2 separate regions of the Mus musculus genome follow, and region 2 is linked to region 1. The links are chromatin contacts, called in public Hi-C maps. All regions are on one chromosome and are shown on one strand. Each heading gives the region's core, a stretch centred on a gene start, on an enhancer-like site or on the middle of the called end of the contact. The rest is flanking DNA. Distances are from core to core; before and after follow the strand shown.

Region 1 (3,170 bases), core at 384-2,883:
TAACATCCTTTGTATTTTTGTAATATATTTCTGTCTCCTCAGTAGCTTCGAAGACCCTTTATGTCAAGGAATAGATGTTGCTAATGGTGAAATCTTTGCAATTCGTGCAATATTTGGTACTTATTAGATACATGCAGTAAATATTTGAAGAAGATCTCAAATAAATAATGAATAAATGAATTGAGTAATATAGGTTGGAAGTTGACTGGACAAAATACTTAACTATAAGTGTAGGATGATAATAACCAAGTTGTTGATCCTGAACCTCCAGAGTATTTTAAAACACTTGTCAGATACTGGGTACTGAAGGGAAACATTCCATCTTTTGATCTTCCCCTTCCATCTTCACTTCTCCTGATTCCCTATCACTTCCACCCTTTCTTACACCTTTTCTTGTTTTCTTCTAATTGTAAGCCACAAGACAATACAAATTTATTTCCTTGATTAACAAAGTGAAGTTTAATTTTAATGACAGTCATTCTACTTGTATTCCTAGAACAACCTAACACTGCAGATGCACCTTATGAGTTGCTGCCAAATATCTTGGATTTTAAGGTGTTTCTATGGTTTTCCACACTTCGAAGGAAATCAGTAATGAAGTAACACATTTGATTACTTTTAAGCTTTAAGGATATCCTGTTCAAAACTAGATGCAGCAATAGTTTATAATCAAATTAATTTTTATACAAATTCAAATAAAAATTTCAGGCTCATAAATGGCTTCTAAGAGTTTTTAGTGATATCAAAACTATCATTGAAATCTTAAATGAATATATTAAAAAACAAAGAGCATGCATATCATATTCATGAGACCCTCATTTAAATAAAGTTCATCAGCATCTTGTTACTCTTAACTTTTCTCCAGCACTTTATATAAATGCTTTTATATCAGTAAAATACACATCTTAAAACATGGTCACTATAACAAGAATATGACTGATGCACAATATCTAAATGTGGTAGCATTTTTCTTTAAAATGTTTTTCTCTGTCAGAAAATGTACATGAAAGATAATGGGTTGCACTATATGTAAGCTAAAATATTCATGTGTCAGCAGCTTTTAAACTCTACTTACAAATAGCTATGTGGCAAAACCACTAAGCATTTATGGCATTTTTGTAACTCTGTTATTACATAGTAACTGTGACAGTGTAAATGATGCACAGCTGAAATAAAAAATTAAACTATGAAACACTGGTGTCTATTCATAAAATAAAACTCTAGTGACGTCAAGATAACAATGATCTTGTTGTATATGCCATCAATAGCTCCTTGACATGAGGACATTTTTAGATTCCCCAAGCCTTTGTTGTCAGAAAGGCAAAATACAAAGAGGAACTGAAATAATTCATCTGTTAATGGAGACTTAAATCTGTGTTAAGCCACACAAGGAACAATTTTATTTTATAAAAGAAACTGGATTCTTTACTAAAACTTACTTTTGAAACACATGCTTAGAGCAGGTAATTTCAACATTTACTAAAAAATAAGCAAACACAAAAAAGAAAAACTAAGAAAATTATAGATTTCCTACACACGTTGTCATCAAAGCTGTAAGTACCTGGAAGATACTAATGCAGGCAAAAATCAATATGACTCCATGAGGGACATTTCTTGTGGGATTAATCTAACATCCTCTGTGCCAGAGTGACAGACTGAGTACACCAATCAGAAGTCAGAGACCTAGTATAGCCTGAGTTAGGGAAGGCTCTTTTTTTATTTTTTTTTCTTTCTGAATCATATCAGTGCTTTTGAAAAATCCCTTTAATAGGCGTATGGAGAGTTCACACCACAGGAGAATACCATATCTTTAATGCTACTAGTTGTCAGAAAGATCTGGCACTTAATGAAGGTTTGTTTCCTCAGACATATTTTATCTTATAAGGGAAACATGTTCTTTGTCATTTTATATTAAGGTCTAACTTTAATTTCACAACTTCATTAACAACAAGTCTTTATATGTCTATCAGAATAAACTCAATCCTTTACAAAGTAGATTGGCAAAAGTATATGCAGCTTCACAGAACACAACATCGACCAAAGGAAAATAGCCATGCATGAGTGGATATCAAAATATCAAGTGAAAGCAAAACCAGGAACTGTTGACCTTTCATGACAATCTGCCACCAACATGAATATGATGAATATATCTTGGCAGGTAACCATATTCAAAGGCTAAATATCAAAGACATACACTCATCCTCCAAAATTTATGTAATTCAGTGAATCTCAGCACCAAGAAGAGCTTTGCGATAATGATGACAAAACCTTATCATTTTACTACACAGAGACAAAGGCATAGGAATTATCTATGAATTTCTAAACAAAATCATCAGTAGCTTTGAAAATTCAGATTTCTAGGATAAAATGTCTGACATTTTTATACATGACAAAACTTTAAGATAAAAGAAATCAAACAAAACAAAACTTTCCTTGAACAAATAGGACTTAGGATTTTAGGGAAAATGTTTAATGTCACTGTATTTTCCAGGCAACACAGAAGGCACGCATAGGAATTCACAGAGAATGTGGCAGCCCAAGATCAGTCTGACAAAATCCCAACACCAAGAAGTGGGCACAAAGTCCCAGTCCTAGCCAGGAAGCTCTTGGTAGCTAGTAATTGTTAGGGAAGGGAAAAATCAGTTTTCATCAACAAATTAACACTGAGTATATCAACAATACTCCAGCATAGACTTCATTTGCTCAAGACTAGTTGGCCAAAACACATCATTTTGGGGGGTGGGGGTGGAGGTGGGGGCAAGTGTTAGTTTAGATTTTTAAGATAAAGAATATGAAGTTGGGTAAAAAGAAAGTGAGGGAGACCTGGTAGGAGCTAAAGCGTAGAAAAGATTAAAGTATAGTGTATAAAAAATATCAAAGAATAAATAAAAACATTTTGAAGAATCTGTCCTTGACAATTAAAATACCAGAAAAATAAATGGGATTTCCACCAGAAAAGTCTATTGAGAGATGAAGATTCAGGTTTACATGAATCTTATTTAACATTTTAATTAAATATGTAAAATGCATAAAGTGATGTACAAATATACTACCAAAAAAGTTTTACATGAATAATTAAACTATTCAAAATTGCTAGTTTTTAAAGGATAATTTTGTTTACATTTAAAATTATGCTAATGAGCAAGTCTCTTATCACAGCCAAAACAACC
Region 2 (3,170 bases), core at 398-2,897, 140 kb after region 1:
TTGTTCTGCTGTTATGGGACATTTAAGAAACCTCACTGTATAGTAACACCTAAGGTGTTATTCCATGCAAGTGGCCTATTGTGTTGAAGCTTAGCTAAAAAAACAGCCTACTCAATCATGACATTAAAGGGGAAACAGAATGAAGTCCAAGACAGAGATCAGTTGAAACCACACTGTTGCATACGCATCCATGATTTCTGTTATTCCTTGGGATTCTAAACACATTACCAACTGTGGTATTAACATTCTGCTACGTTGGTGGCTAATGATATTTTTAATTTTAATTACTATTTAGATGCTAAAAATGTATCTTAATTAAGAAATTGAACCAAAGAGATTTGTGTCGGTAAAGCTCCTTTTAAAAAATTCAGCATGTGCAATCTTCAGTGGATTTAAATTTAAAAAAAAATAGATGTTTTACTATTTAGTCATTTTCTGTCTTTTCTTCCCCTGTGCATTTCAATTCTTTAACGCCTAAGTTTCTAAGGACATTGAGAGTTCATAAGCTTACTTGATTATTGCAGGAGTCTATTCTGCAAAGTTATAAAGTAAGGAAGTAAAACAAGACCAAATTAAAACGCAATTGCACATCTTCCAGCAAGTAAACTGCAGACTTATTTAAATGAATTAGTCATATTCTTGTGAGATGAAAAAAATTAATCCATAAGGTAATTTTGATGAGAGATACTTACAGTATGAAGATGAAGAAATGTTAAACGGTAATCTGTTCGTTTCGTTACCAGAGGGTAGTTTCTAATATCCTCCAACCCCCAAATCCAAAATCATCTTAGAAGCATTAGTCCTGTTTGATTCTCTCTCTCTCTCTCTCTCTCTCTCTCTCTCTCTCTCTCTCTCTCTCTCTCTGCTACTACTGCTACACACACACACACACACACACACACACACACACACACCCTTCCAATACTCCAGAAGATAAAAATATGAGGAAATGTGGTTGGTTAAAAGTTCTGAATCTTTATGATCCACCTCAGTGATGCAGTTAGTCCTTACCCCTGTGGGATGCCCTGAGAGTTTTTTTTTTTTTTTCTTCCTGAAGCTTTTAATACTGTCCTCAGTATTAAAATAATCTCAACTTTCTCACCCCAGAGTTATGAATCAGGGAGATAGTGGGACTGGTGGACGAAAGAGGGATGAGGAGTTGTTATGGCACAAAGATACACAGCTTTCCTGCGTCTCTTCGCCTTGAGCGTTGAGTCCCGGTAGCTGAGTACACATCTGACAGATCGACTTATTCAAATATTTTACGTGGAGAACACCAGCCAGGAGCCAAATGAGCCACTTTCATCCTTGCGGGGCACTGGCTGCAGCAAGTGAGACAAAGCCCTCCAAGCGGCTGCATCCAGCAGGTGCCTGGAGCGCACGAACTCAGCCGGGCAGCGGTTCCCCTCTTCCTTTCCTGTCCGCGGCTAGTGCTCCTCGCGGGTCCGCAGTGCCTCCGGACCCACAGCGAACGCCCTGGGATTGAGCTCCAGGGAGGGTCCACCGCTGGCGAGTGCTTACCTGCGGCTAGGGTGAAGAGGGAGGGTAGGGACTGGGGTAGTCCTCTCAGAGCTGCGGCAGGAGGCGGTTCAGCGGGAAGTCCCGGGCTCCCAGCCTCGGCCACGCAGCCGCCAGCGAGAGCGCAAGTGACGGCGGCGGAGACCGAGACCGCGGAGCCGCAGCGGTGGCGCTGGAGACAGACACGCCTCCTGGCGGGGGTTCCTCTCCTCTTGCTTTAAAGGCGCCGCGCTTCTTTCCCCGCTGCTGTTACTAGCTCCAGGGCACCCAGGCCCACCCAAGAGCACGGTGCACTCTTTATTTCAAGAACTCCAGGGAGAGAATTCCGGGTACTGACCACCTAGTGCTTCCGGAACCCTCGGCCCTGATTTCGTCTCCTGCAAGCAAGCACATCCACATCCAGGCATAGGGGAACAGGGACAGAGATGCTCTGAATGACAGTGGGTAAGGCAAAAGGGACAAGGATTGATTTTGCCTGCTCTGAGAAGCTACACTGAGTATAAGGACTCATAGCTTCTGCTTCTGGGTGGCTGCTTTTTTGCTGCTCCTGAAACCATGGCAACGAGACTTCTATGTTGCCAGCATCTGGGGAGCAGCTGGTTGTCTCCAAAGTGACCCTTTTGGTTCAACTACTGCATTTCCCATTCAGGTTGGTGAGGATCATCTTGGTTTCTGCATCTTCTACTTCTATCCTGCTTCTCAAGCTAGATGGGTTTTGGTCTCTCCTGGTGTCCAGTAGCAAAAGAAATGGACTTTCAACATCAAGAAGCTGGCAGGAAATCTCAGCACAGGTCTAGCCCCTTTATATCTGATTTTGTTCTTCAAGCTAGGTCCCTGAACTCTGAGGGAATTTGAGGCCTGGCAAGCACAGAACCTGGAGTCCTAGCTGTCATGGTTGGGAAAATGAGCATATAGAAGTACTTAAATATGAGATATTGAAAGATGTTTTTAAGGAGAAGTGGGAGGAGGAGGGTGCCTAAGTCCTAGGGTCTTCCCAAGGGTTGCTTCCTGGAGTCAGGGGTGGGGACAGGAGGCAGAGAGCACACCAGACTCCTCAGGCTTCTCTGGAGGAGCGATTAGCTTCTGCAAACAATCCCGGATTTGCTCTCCTCTGGGTCAGAAAAGTCAACATGTATTCAATACCTTTGCTACTTTATCCTCAGCCCTGCAATATTAACTAGAGTGGAGACTTAGCAGTTCCCCCCAGAGTACATTGGTGAGCTACTATTCTCGAGGAGGTTTAAGAGAGGCCAAGCTTGAACAGGCTTGGCAGACCAGCCCAGGAGACAAATTTCAAAGGGATTGTAATAGGAAGCAGGCCAGGTGGAATTCCTAAGCTCAGTGGAGCCTAGAGGCAACTGCAGTCCCAGGAGCACTCCAGTCTAATTCTGAAGGGCTGGAAGCAGAGGCTCCTGTTCACCCTACAGCAGACCAACAGGCCGCAGAGAAGCGTTTGTTCTTTTGCTGTATTTTGTTTGTTTGTTTGTTTTGTTTTACCTGCAGCCATTGCTATCCCAGAAGAGTAAAAACTTTCCTGAACCTGTCTCGGTATGCCACACATTCTGGGCTAACATCTGACTCAGTCCTAGCCAAATCCTCACTATTTACTACGTTGTTCACCATCCTAGGCTCTCTACACCGTATCACACATA

What was found. Hi-C and Micro-C count contacts between places; a contact is called where the count stands out from the background.
Region 2: a contact with region 1 is called in a Hi-C map of cerebellar granule neurons, with 2.8 times the contacts expected there. The contact joins the promoter of Grik2 here to the enhancer-like site in region 1. A contact is called at or near these places in 1 of 39 promoter capture datasets (3T3-L1-derived adipocytes), 5 of 484 Hi-C or Micro-C datasets (cerebellar granule neurons, cerebellum and cortical neurons) and 3 of 9 other capture datasets (adipose tissue, liver and pancreatic islet).

The regions. Positions count from the first base shown.
Region 1 is chr10:49,645,213-49,648,382 of GRCm38.p6, forward strand. All of the region lies in intron 2 of Grik2 (glutamate receptor, ionotropic, kainate 2 (beta 2)), which reads right to left. Among named protein-coding and RNA genes, the nearest start is that of Grik2, 140 kb to the right of the region's middle. Within about 2 kb of position 1,634, at least 9 of the 459 cell types and tissues checked have an H3K27ac peak or open chromatin away from gene starts, as enhancers often do. A contact at or near this core is called in cerebellar granule neurons, where this site is marked.
Region 2 is chr10:49,787,107-49,790,276 of GRCm38.p6, forward strand. Grik2 (glutamate receptor, ionotropic, kainate 2 (beta 2)) reads right to left here and starts at 1,648. Exons shown (of 17, transcript NM_001111268.3): 1 at 1,522-1,648.